Regions from separate parts of the Mus musculus genome. Here region 1 is linked to region 2. The links are chromatin contacts, called in public Hi-C maps. All regions are on one chromosome and are shown on one strand. The core of a region is the stretch at or near the end of the contact, and the rest is flanking DNA. Distances in the headings are between cores, read along the strand shown.

Region 1 (6,234 bases), core at 696-3,195, 54 kb before region 2:
TGTACTCCATCAGTAAAGTTGGAGTTAAAATCTTTGAAATCAAATTTCCATTAAGACATTCATAAAACAGACTCGGAAGGACTCAGCAGGCAACTTTTTTCTTTCCAGATGTTTAGATTGGAATAGAAACTGCTTCACGCCGGTTGTCCAATAAACCTTTTCGGTAACGAATGCTTCTGCATCTCAGCAACTGTTTAGGACACATTCTCTCTCTTTCTTACTTTTTCTTTCTCCTCCTGGTTCTTAGCCCTTACCCCACCCCCACCCCCAGGCCAGGGATCCTTCAGCATCACTTGCCAGACAAAACTCAGAGCTGGGACGCACAGCTCTGTGGAGGCGCGTGCAGAAACTGACTGGAGAAGGGTCAAAGTGCAGTACGAACGGAAATGAACTTTAAAAAAACGACAGCGCATCTTTCAGTGCCTCAGGCCTAAAACTCCTACTTTGCTAATATCTCAGGAAGCATCCTAGCACCACTAGCCCCGCTAAGTCACCACGTCTGTAGGAAGAACTTTTTCTTTTTCCACCGCACTTTCCCCGTACCGCAGAGAGAGCTCCCGCCCGGTCAAGGAGAGATGGAAGAAACAGAAAAGTGGGGGACACAGAAGTCGCGCTCAGGTGACAGTCCCTTAAAAAAAAAATCACCATCGTGCACTAAACCTGGTGTTCCCAGGAGTCAGTAAAACGTGCGGCTGTGCTTCAATTGCCACTTGTCCGCAGCTCTGGGCGCCACAGAGCTGCTTAAATCAAAGCAGATGCGGCTGCATCATTCTCGGCTGTAGACCTCATGTTTGTCCAGCTGGTCACCCACGGAGCGGGGCGCCATGGGGTCCTTGGGGTCGACGGGATAGGAACTCAGTTTTTCTGAAACTTTGGCAGGGGCCAGGGGAAGCAAGGAGAATTTCAGCCCTTCTAAGAGTCCTTCTGTAGATCTCGGACGTCCCTCCCCAGGGCCGCACCTGCACACTGGGGGCTGGCCCTTGTTGCCCCAGTTTTCCCCCACCCCCACCTCGCACCAAATGTTCCATATTGAAGACCTTGCCAGCACCGAATTGTGCAGGCGCTATACACTCTATCGAAGGAACGCGCAGAAAAGCTGTCGCCTTGTATGTCCTACCATCCCCGAGGGTCCTGGTGACTCACCGCTACTCAGCTCATAGCCAAAGAGGGGGGCTGTGGCGAGCTGGGTGGAAGTGGTAGTGGCGACCATACAGTTCCACCTCTCGTGTCGGAACTGGCTTCTGCACTCCTGAATGCCCAGCCTGGCGCCCTCGCGGATGCTAGGCAGCAGGTACGGTTTCCTCTTGCACAGCTCCTTCTGGCGGCTGTTCAGCGGCAAGTCGGCGCAGCCCAGCTTCTCCGGTACCCCGAAAGAGGCGATGCCCAACCACCTGTAAGACGCGGCACCCCTGAGGTAAGCCTCTCCCCTTTCCCTCCCCCACCCCAAAAGCATTAGGTCAGCGTTCCTAGGGTCTCCACCCCTTCTCTCCCAGCCTCAAGTTGAAAGCCCACTAGTTGGGTCATTCCTTTGACCAGCCACCCTATATGCCTCCACAGAGCCCATACTCACATCCAGTTGCCCTGGGTTCCGCAGGGGAGCAGCGACAGCACGGCTGCCCACAGCGCACACAAGCTGGGCAGGGCCAGGAGCGCCGCTCTGTCCATGGCCCACGCATGGAGACCCCCAGCCCCAGCCACTCCTCCTCTGTCTCCTCTCTCCAGAGGCCCGCAGGGCCTGGGGTCAGTTTCTTAGCACCCAGTTGTTCCTTGCTCTCTTTCCCCTGGAAGGTAACATTAAACAGGGCAGCAAGGACAGAGACTATCAGCAGTCCCCTAGGCAAGATAAGGCGGAGAAAGTAGCCTAAGGTCCTCTGGCGCAGAGGTGAGGATGAGCTGGAGATGCGGGAGCTTCCCTCACTTTCCAAGGTGAGAAACTTCTGCTGATGTCTCTGTGTCTCCATCGCCCCAGGCTTCTCCTCGCATCTCCTCCCCCCCTGACCGCGCCTGGAGTCTGATTGGCTCAGCAGCAACCCTGTACCTCACCATCTGGAAACTTCAGTGTCTCATTGGCTAACAGTGGGCTCTGCGGGGGGCGCTCCTGGGCTGAGCCTCCGTGACTGTCTAACTAGACCTGGGAGTGTCACGACCTTTCCTCCTCTCACAATGTCCTTAGAGGAGGTCACTGCGAGACTGAGTCAAGCGGAGAGCAAAGAAACGATGAGCACTTCTTAGCATCCTTGAGAGAAAATCTAGCCACATCTAGATTTACCCTTTGAGTAAAAAGGGTAAAGGTGTGGGGGGGCCCGAAGGGAGGGGGGCGGAGCACTCTGCTCTTCTTTCTTGTATTTCTCACTGGTGAATTATCTTTATAAGGTCAGAATTGATACCACAAAAAGCTGATCTTTCCACCCTTGGAAGCGGAGAGGATAGGCGAGAAGGGTTCTTTTCGTGTCATTGTATACACATTTATTTCCAGCTTTCCATCAAATTTCCCCGTATTTTACTTAGGTTCTGTGATGGCTTTTCTCATTTGTCTTATTTCTGTAGCTTTTGGGAGCACAGGCTTTTCTAAGGGGGAAAATGGCAGGCAGACAAATGGGTGAGAGCTGACTAGAGCATTCCAAATAGATGAACGCTGTCCCTACCCTCTTCTGACCCACACTGACCCCACCCCCCACCCAAGGATACCTTCCACAGGGCTACCGAGTGGAAACAACGACAACAGAAATCCTGCACCCACACCAACTGCATGCCCAGACCTATGGAAGTTTGTGGAAATAAGACCCCTTTCCACCAGTGTAAAACCCAGCCAGGCAGACAAATCTAAGGCCAGATGAATTCTGATCATCAGTAACAGAGATTATAGGTAAATGGAATTGGCAGCTTAGGCTTTCACCAAATGTACTTTAGAAGCAGGAAGGGTTCTGAGAAGCAGTCAGAGTTTTGTCTTCAAGAACCCTTTGAAGGTGCCAGGAATATGCTTTGTTGTGGTATCAGAGAGCCCCGCCTCCTCTACTTACAGGCACAGGGTTTTCACCTGCTCCCAAGAGGACATCTGGAATGTTAGTAAACTCTCCAGGTGCTATCATCTCGGTGGGTGACCACACTTAGCCTCAGCGCTGAAAGGCTTGGACAGCTTTTGCTTGCTTTTAATACTCAGCCTCACTTAAGGTCAATCAAAGCTCACTCACACACCCATCCTGTCCCATTCACTCCTTTATCCAGCAAGCACTGCGCGCACACTACGTACCAGGTCCTAAAACCACACTGTAATTTTTAGAAAGTCAAGTTGATGATAGGGTATGGTTACTGATCCAGAAATATTTTGGCTAATAGCTAGTGGCCTCTCTGAAAGTCGGAGCCTTTATCCAAGCCCACTTTATCCTCTAAGCCTCTCCAAGAAGGGACCAGAGTACACCCATAGCTGTTCCACGGCCATTGGTCCCGGAGAAGCAGATAGTCTTTTGAAGCGCAGCTCACAGAGTGGATTAACATGATGAGGAACATCCCGAACAGATGCCTAAGTGGCCTAAAGGCTGAAAATAGAGACATTTCTTCCTTGTAAGGGAAACTGGAGAGGGTGCAATCTTGGGTTTGGGTAGAGGGTGTGGAGAACATCAATTGCTTAAGCTGATTTTTAAAGGCCAACTGTGTTTGATTTTTTTTTTTAATTCAGAAATATATATTGAGACTGCTTTGGGTTAAAATGTGAGACTGGCACTGAACCACACAGCTGTAGAGATCATAATTTACTTGACAAAACAGACAAGTAAACTCACAATTACATTCTGATACAGTCAGTGTGGGAAGTAAAGTGTGCCGTGAACACACAGCGAGGATAATCCAGAGTTGTGGGCCAAATGGACGAGCCTGCTGAATCCTGCCTTCATGTTTCCTCTAGGGATCCAGTGCTGCACAGGCATTCTGCTAAAGCCTTGGGAGAGACATCAGAACATGCCATTTAGGGAATCAGCCCACCAGCACAACATTTTCAGGTCCAAGACAGTCCTATAGTGTCTCTTTCATGTGGTCTAGGGCTTTTATAACAAAGTAGACGTGTCCATTAGTTCACCCAGCTGGAGGGGTACACTTGACATTCAGTGAGCAGACAGGTGAGTGCCAGGCTCTGTGAACTTTCACAAGTGAGAGCCTGTTATATGCCCGCAGATTTCCTTTTACTCTGTCTCTTTCTTCTTTTCATTTTTTTTTTAAAAAAAGATTTATTTATTGTTATATGTAAGTACACTGTAGCTGTCTTCACACACACCAGAAGAGGGCATCAGATCTCATGACAGATGGTTGTGAGCCACCATGTGGCTGCTGGGATTTGAATTCAGAACCTTCAGAAGAGCAGTCAGTGCTCTTAACCACTGAGCCATCTCTTCGGCCCCTTTTCTCTTCTCTTCTCTTCTCTTCTCTTCTCTTCTCTTCTCTTCTCTTCTCTTCTCTTCTCTTCTCTTCTTTTCTTTCTTCCTTCCTTTCTCTCTCTCTCTCTCTCTCTCTCTCTCTCTCTCTCTCTCTTTCTTTCTTTCTTTCTTTCTTTCTTTCTTTCTTTCTTTCTTTCTTTCCTGTCCGCTACTTATGCCTGCACAGGTAGACCTTTGGCTGCTGGAGGATGATAATCAACAGGGTTCAGTTCTCTCTTTCCACCATGAGGGGATTAAACTCAAGTCATTAGGTTTGACAGCAAGCACCTTTTACCACTGAGTCAGTTCAGAGGCCTCATCTCTCTCTCTCTCTCTCTCTCTCTCTCTCTCATTTCCTTCCTTCCTTCCTTCCTTCCTTCCTTCCTTCCTTCCTTCCTTCTTATCTTCCTTCCTTCCTTCTTATCTTCCTTCCTTCCTTCTTATCTTCCTTCCTTCCTTCTTATCTTCCTTCCTTCCTTCTTATCTTCCTTCCTTCCTTCCTTCCTTCCTTCCTTCCTTCCTTCCTTCCTTCCTTCCTCTTTCAATGATTACAGAATGCTACTCTCCATAGTTAATGTGTACAGATTTTGTATATAAGGCAATACATTTGGGGAGATAGGAAATTTGCTAGAGATATCTCTTCTAGTAGCACAAAGCCAGTGGCCAAGTTTACTTTAGGCAGCCCAGCCCGTTGACTACACATGTTGGTGTATATCCTCATTCAAAGCTACCATTTGCTTTTCTTCCGAAAAAAATCTCAGATTGTTAAATATTAGGGCCTAAATTTTTTAATTGTATTTTTAACACAAAGCACGCAGCAGCTACTGTTTTGTTTGTTTCCAGGAATGAACAAAACCTATAAAACTGGAAGGTCTCCCAAAGATCTCTGTGAGAAGCCAATGTCTCTGAGCCAGGTGGCAGTTTGCTGGGACAGGCTTCCATTTTCCTGTCCTTGCTGAATTGGACTTGAGTGGGGCAGTGGACACAACAGTGGAAGGAGCACTATCCTGGGACGCTGTCCCGGGATGGCCCCTTGGCAGAGGCAGTGATCTACATAACACACCTGAACTCTAAGTCTGAGTCATCTCAGAATGCTTAGAAGCTATGTGTCGGTCATATGTGAATCTCTTACTGAGGCTCTCCTACCAACAGTAGGACAGCTGCAGGCTCGACAGGCGCATGTCTCCTTGAGACATGGTGGGGCACGAGCATCTTATATCTTCACAGCGTGCTTCCTTCTGAATTTCAATGAAATACATTTTTAGAATAGGAAATATTTTTTTAAATGGTCAGATTGTAACTCACCACATTCTAATCAGATCAAATGAAAATTTATTGTCAGAATTAAATATGTTATAAGTACTTCATCATCCTGGAGGATGAAATCAAGAACTCATTTAGGAGCTATTTTAGTCTATTAAATCAAGGGGGCTCATCTCTACTCTTGCTAATAGACATTAATGCTTTCTATTAAGATTAGAGGAATAACAGAAAAGATACGTTAAATCTAGCCATACATATACAGATTTCAACTACTTTGTTTCTTTAGCCAAATGTTATTTAATATTTTTAATTCTGTAATTTGGAGCGGGGGTGGGGGTGGGGACAAAAATCTCACCTGACCAATGGGCCTTATGCTCGGTATACTATGCCTCTCACGGATGCGGGTGCCACCTCTGTGAGTGGTCATTGGCTGAAGAGGGCCTTCCTAGGGTTCAAACTGAGGCTTTCATAAATGCTAGGCAAGTGCTTTGTCATGGAACCATACCTGTGTCCCAAAATATTTTAAGATCCACACTATTGCTTGTTCCAGAAGTGAGAAATAATA
Region 2 (6,388 bases), core at 1,393-3,892:
AAGAAGAGGGATGCAGCAACGTGGTATGTTTTTCTCCTGTCTCTGCCGGTCTCCGCGTGCTTAATTTAATCTCACACTCAAAGAAGAGTGTTTTCTTTAAGATAATGTCAGTGAATAGAGAAACCTCATAAAGAGTTGGCCCCAGAGGAAGTGACACTACAGTCACTGCACTTGACAGGTGTTTGGAAGTTACCCAGGTGAGGAGGAGGGTGAGAAGATGATCCAGGAAGACAAAGCATTGATCTAAGCAACTGGGAGTCTCTTGAGAGCATGGCATGCTTCCTGCGTGTGTACATACAACCCTCTTCTCCTGCACATGCGTGCCTACGCTCTGCTGGGAATGAGTCTGCAAAGGAAGCCAGAGGCCCATCTTGAACAGCTCTGAGAGAATACGCTAGAGTTCAGGATGGTGTGCAGAATCACTGGCCATGGTACCCTGCTCCTTTCTGTTTTCTACCTGTCTTCTTCCCACCTTTTGCCTTTACTGTTTGTAAAGGCTGATGAGCTCGGGGGGGGGGGGGAAGCAGGTAGAATTTTAACACAGGGTCCACAATAGAGCAAGTGCAGAAGACATACCTGCTTCGATGAATGGATGGGAGCTAACACCCTGAATGTAAATGAAGGTCTCAAGTACTAGCGGCTCTAAGGAACAGTGCAATGACAGGAATGTCTGGGAGTATGCAATGTTATTTGAGTTATTTGAGTCTCTGGAAAGAATTGCAGCCTTTGAGTAACCCTAAAAGGACTCCAACTCCTAACTTACAGCAGAAAACTATCCAAGTCCCCTCTCTTGATCTGCAGTTGTCCTAAATCTTTCTATTGCCTAGAAGTTAATGTCTCAACTTCCTTTAAGTTACCCAAACCCAAGATGTCCTCACTATGCTGGATTTGGAGTGTTAACGTTGACTACAGTTCTCCTGTAATATAGGCTGCCTGGCATTCGGGAAAGCAAAGTTTCGAGGAAAGAGAGGAGGATCCCATGGTTTGTCCTTGACAAAGCTAGATGGGCAGATCACAGACACAGAAAGCAATCTTAGCCCGCTTACATCTTAAACGGACAGTGTGCTCTTGAACCATGACCTGTGCTTGCGTATACACTTGGGCTGCTCTCTGTGCTTGAGTAAGAACAGCTGCTTCTCTGACCTGAAGATATCTTTCTTTTCTGTGCTAATTTTTCTACTTAGTGCTGAGACAAATTTACTATGTTTGGGAACTGGCTAGAGGCACCTAATGCCTTTCATTTATGGCTAGCCAACTGAGGGAAAAACAATGGCCTCTCTCTCTCTCTCTCTCTCTCTCTCTCTCTCTCTCTCTCTCTCTCTCACACACACACACACACACACACACACACATTTAATATACTGTTCCCCAAGCCACTCACTGATATTGACAATTTCATATGTGGTTTCAGCATGAATCTGAAAAAGGGAAAGCCTCTTAATATAACCGCTAAAGCTTTTCATCTATGCGTTCAGTGCTTTTTAGCACAGCTTGAGGTTTTTTGTTTTTGTTTTCTCCCCTGAATGCAGCACGTTATTTATAGCACATTTATGGGCTACAGTCTTCTGGTCTGCAGGAACTGTTAGGATGTATTTGGAATCATATTGGGTCTTCTTTTCATGAAGGCTGATGGGAATTGTAGAATGCCTGTTGGGTCCTTTGCTATCAGGGATCCTAAATTCATGCAGCCTAAGAGGAAGTGGCCTTACCTGGGTTAGGAAGTGCACCCCGTCCACCGGCAGGTGAAATCCAATCCCCAATGTTTTGATGATCACTAGAATATTCAGCAAATTTTCCCTGCATAAAATGATCAGAATTTTAAAGTCACAAACGTCTGATGCATTTCTACCTGCATGTTAATGACATCAACATATATAACAGAACCGTTTTAGAATGTGGTCATCTGTATACAGGACTAAACTCCTATTTTATTGTCATATAGTATGATTTTCTGTAGACAGAATCTTGTGTGCCAATGGATATTATTTAATAATGACAATAATCTGTCTTAAATATATCAATTACTGTGTCTCATCCAAAGAATCCCTTATATAGCAATGGGGATGTTTTAGAGAAGGTTTTGAAAACTTTCAATATGCATGTATGTTCTGAGTCAAGCTCTTTCTCGGTAGTCCCTGTCTGATTTGAACTCTCTATCTTCCTATGTTAACCTCACAAATGTTTGAATTACAGGTATGTGCTACTACACCTGACTCAAAAATACATTTTGATCTTGGAGAATGTTTAAATTAGAATGTTCAATATCCTTGATTAGATGTAGAGCTATTTCAAAGTGTAAAATTTGCCTTTAAAATTTTAATTTTAAATCCTAAACCTGCCCCTTTAATAAGTCCTGGAATGGTCCTTTCGAAGAAAAGATGAAGGCATTGATCAATGACAGTGGCTACAGCAAGTTACCTCTTTAAAACCTTGTGAATAATTTGCAGGTGATTGGAATTAAGCCACTGGACACCACCAACAACCAATACCGTCTGGTCAGTATTCTCTAGGGGCTGTGATCTAAAATCCAGAAAGAAAAACAACACATGTTGCTTTAGAACAGATGGTAAACATTTTAACTGGATTGCCTCACATTTCAATGAACCATGTCTGGCTTCCTGATCACAAGACTTCCTTGTCATTTGCAGTTCGTTTTCGGCCACATTAGTGGGTATCTAAGCCTTTCAGCACATTCGATACACCGTGTGCAATTATGACCGCACAATGGTGGCATTTTGCCATTCACAGTAGTTCCATTGTACCTTTGCAAGAGATGTTCAAGTGCTTTCTCAAATGCTGGTCTCAATGAAGGCCTTATCCAGAACTGGGGATAGTAGGAGTAACTGATCGGACTCTTCCCACCATTGACACTGGGGTAGAGTTTAGTGCCATGCAGTTTCTGCCACTCCTGAAGTGTTTCATTCAGTCTCTCGATTAGATAGTACATCATCCCTCTGTTGGTGGAATCTCCTATGAAAAGAATCTGTAAAGAAAACATACCTGTTGTCATCAGGTGTTTACATGGTACATAATAAAAATATTTTATTAAGTGCTCACATAATTACACATCTAATTGAAGTATAGCCTTTAATAGCAACATCCTTAATCTCTTACATCATAACATCCACCAAACCTTTAATTTATTTCTCCTGCGTTTTTAGTAATAATGCTATCTCCTGATCAACTAATTAATGTGTGAAACTTTCCTTTCATGTTATTTCTAATTTTTCTATCTCCCTTAATATCCATCACTTTACATTCTTCTAATTGGGTAACAAGGTTCATTGATATAAAGATGCATGTTATATTGCAGAACTCTCAGGGTACTTAGGATTTTCAATCTATATTTTGTAGATGTGCAAACTCAGAACTCACTGAAGTAGCTCCATAGAAAGCATGCCATTACTCAAAAACAGACAGAAAGTTACACAAGGCTGGGGTCTTTTCGAGCAGTGCTTCCCACCTCTTTTGCAGGTCCTAGTGTCATTTGTTTTTTCAGTGATGTCTGCCATACTGCCAGAACAGCCCAGCCTCAGGCTCATCCGACCTCAAAGCTGTACTGTTGTAAACACACCGCTCACTTTTTTTTCCACTCCAATTCATTTAGCATTCTCTCATTTGCACATTCAAAATAGTATTCGATCACCATTGCCTACAGAGTCAATTCTGAACTTTTTGAATTCAGCTAACAGTGACTGAGACTTTATTGCTTAATAGTCTCTGTTCTGTGGAGATTGCCACAGATGGGGAATTTGAGACTCGGGAAGACTGGGGCCATAAATCTCATGAATAGTGAACACAAGACTCAAACCCTGACTCTGTGACTTCAAGTGCAGGTCAGTGGCCCACCTTCTTGTTGCATCTCCTTGTATTAGTGGGGCAGACCTAGGCTTTCTCAGGGAACATGATTTGTATTTGACAACATCTGTTTTTCCCTTGTGCTAATCCATCTGCCTCAGGAGTTCCTCCCTGGACAATCCCACCCGTCAAGCATCAGAACCAACGTAAATGGTGCTCCTAACAAAGGTCTCCCTCCCCTAGTGTCTCAGCTAGAGCGACTCACTCTGTGTTCTGCAAGTCCATTAAATTTTAGCTTCGTTATAGATTTTTTAGCAAAGGCTACATGACGTTATGGCTACTTGCACGTGTGTCTTTTCCACTGTATCCTATCAAGTATTTGAAAGGTAAACTTTGAAGTCTGCTTTCCCTCACAATGCCACGTGTACACAAGAAAAGTACTTAGTGAATTGAATGTAATATGACTTTTCCCATAGACAATTCCCTTTGAATGCTTTTTTAACTCATTCTTCAGTTGGTTTATTTCTCCTCTTTGAGATTTTGTTTGTCTCTTAGTGATGCACATATTTCCTGTGTCACACTTGAGACAACACACACTGCCACCAGTTCCCATATTCACACCCACAGTGGATTTACTAAGAACCTGCAAAGGCTTATATTTTCCACGGAAACCTAGAAAGTGGCTCCAGATGCAATACTGTTGTCATAAACGTGGTTGCTAAACAGAAGAACACAGCAGAGCCCTCGATAATAATCTCAGTCAAATTTCATTGGGTGATAATAGTATAGCACACTAAAATAGTGAAAGAAATCAAATGGATTCTTGCTAGGCTTTGCAAGATTTGTTTTGATGGTCTAGATTTTTAGTTACAATAAGGAGATTTATTTTTAGTGGTGGAGATTGGACCCTGACCCTCATTCCTGCTCGGTAAGCATCCAGTCACTGAACTGTCACTAGTTCTTTACCTTCCATTGTGAGACAGGGTCCGAGTGGCCCAGGTTGGCCTTGAACTTGCTGTGAGGCTCAGGCATGTCTTGAGTTTGTGAACCTATTTATTAAGTCTCACCAAAGGGCTGGAATTGCAGGTTTGTGGCACCAGGTTCAAGAGACTTCTTACTTTTCAGAGGATTTTGAGCCACCAGGAAACCTCTTCAGGAAGTAGGGATGACTCACTTCCTTCTGTAGTAGTTTCTTGGGGCTCTTTACCACAGACAGAATTCAGCTTCAACAACAGAAATGTTTCATCAACATTTCTGGAAGCTAGAAATACGCATCCAAGGGCTGACAGGATTATTTCCTTCTGGAGGACTCTTCAGCTGGTAGATGGTGGTCTTCGCTGTCTTTCTGTGGTCTTCCTCTGTACATTTGTGTCCTAATCACTTATGTAGACTCTGGCCATACTGGGTTTGGTATCTTGTTTTATTCTATTTGCCTCTTTAATGGTTTTATATATGACTTTCAGAATGTTCTGGGTTATTAGAAGGCCTTTGAAGTTCAGCATATGAATTTGATGGCAATGATACAATCCAACTCAGAACACTAAGTTAAGAATCATTGAGATAGAACCTTTTGTTATTATTCTGTTAAGATAGGGTCTCTATGAAGCCAAGACTGGCCTTTAATTCATGATCCCCTACTCTGAGTACTCTCACTGGGACACTGGAGTCTCTGTAGTGGATTGGGAACCAGTAAGAACTCCATGCAGATTGGTAGACACTGTATGCTCCCTGATTAGCAAACCAGTTCTGCTACACATTACTCTTTAATGTAGGTGGCTCTAGACGGTTGTCAAGACACAGGTCAGGGAAGAATCAGCTGGAGGGCTACTTTATCCAAATCTTTCCATTTAGGAAAGGTTAGAAATAATAAAAATCTAACTAAAACATTCAGCCATGATGTGAAGGTCGTTCTGTCAATGAAAAAACTTTGACAGAGGTAAATTGGTGTTCTTAGTAAGGAAATACATCTAACTTCAATCCTTCTGCTCATTCAGTACACAGAGCACAATTAAACAATATTATGAATTACAGGTTGGCCTTTCAGTCATGTGATTCATATTTAATCTTTATGTATTTTAGATAATTCAGTTTTGTTAAATCAACAAAGGAAATAAGTATTATTCCTTTTCTTGAAGGATAAATTTCATTTTAAAAGACATATTATTATAACAAATATCTGTATCTGCCTATTGATTTGACAAATAGTCCCCCATGAGATGCCTTACACTGCCTTACACTGATGTTCAAAGGTATTGATTGGCATAGGTAATCAAAGAGAAAAGAGTAACAATTTATAACAATAATCAACTTTGGTAATAAAATGCTAAAATAACTAACCCCTAACCTCAAATTAAAGAAAATTTAAGAACCAATGACCTTATGGGGATCTGGAAAACAAATCACTTCATGCATTGCTAAGTGCCAGGAAAGTAGACTTTTTTGGTCTTTATTCTCTTGTTATACTCTTTAATTTTTTTTAATGATTTGTTTTTAATTTATGTGTGTTGGTTTTTGCCTGCATGTATGTCTATGGGAGGGTAACAGATTCCCCGGAAATGGAAATACAAACAGTTGTGAGCTACCTTATGGG

What was found. A called contact is a pair of places that touch in the nucleus more often than the background predicts.
Region 1: a Hi-C map of uterus shows a contact between it and region 2. The contact joins the promoter of Wnt16 here to the enhancer-like site in region 2. A contact is called at or near these places in 2 of 39 promoter capture datasets (macrophages and second pharyngeal arch cranial neural crest), 1 of 15 datasets of contacts at CTCF or cohesin (the NIH/3T3 cell line), 9 of 484 Hi-C or Micro-C datasets (bone marrow-derived macrophages, embryonic fibroblasts, macrophages and 3 more), 1 of 115 datasets of contacts at active chromatin or transcription factors (the HPC-7 cell line) and 5 of 9 other capture datasets (adipose tissue, bone marrow-derived macrophages, liver and 2 more).

Annotation. Positions count from the first base shown.
Region 1 is chr6:22,283,938-22,290,171 of GRCm38.p6, reverse strand. Wnt16 (wingless-type MMTV integration site family, member 16) reads right to left here and starts at 1,945. Exons shown (of 4, transcript NM_053116.4): 1 at 1,571-1,945; 2 at 1,144-1,391. The coding sequence starts at 1,665.
Region 2 is chr6:22,230,040-22,236,427 of GRCm38.p6, reverse strand. Cped1 (cadherin-like and PC-esterase domain containing 1) reads right to left here. Exons shown (of 22, transcript NM_001081351.1): 18 at 2,763-2,983; 19 at 2,419-2,520; 20 at 1,710-1,797. Among named protein-coding and RNA genes, the nearest start is that of Wnt16, 55 kb to the left of the region's middle. Within about 2 kb of position 2,642, at least 4 of the 459 cell types and tissues checked have an H3K27ac peak or open chromatin away from gene starts, as enhancers often do. A contact at or near this core is called in uterus, where this site is marked.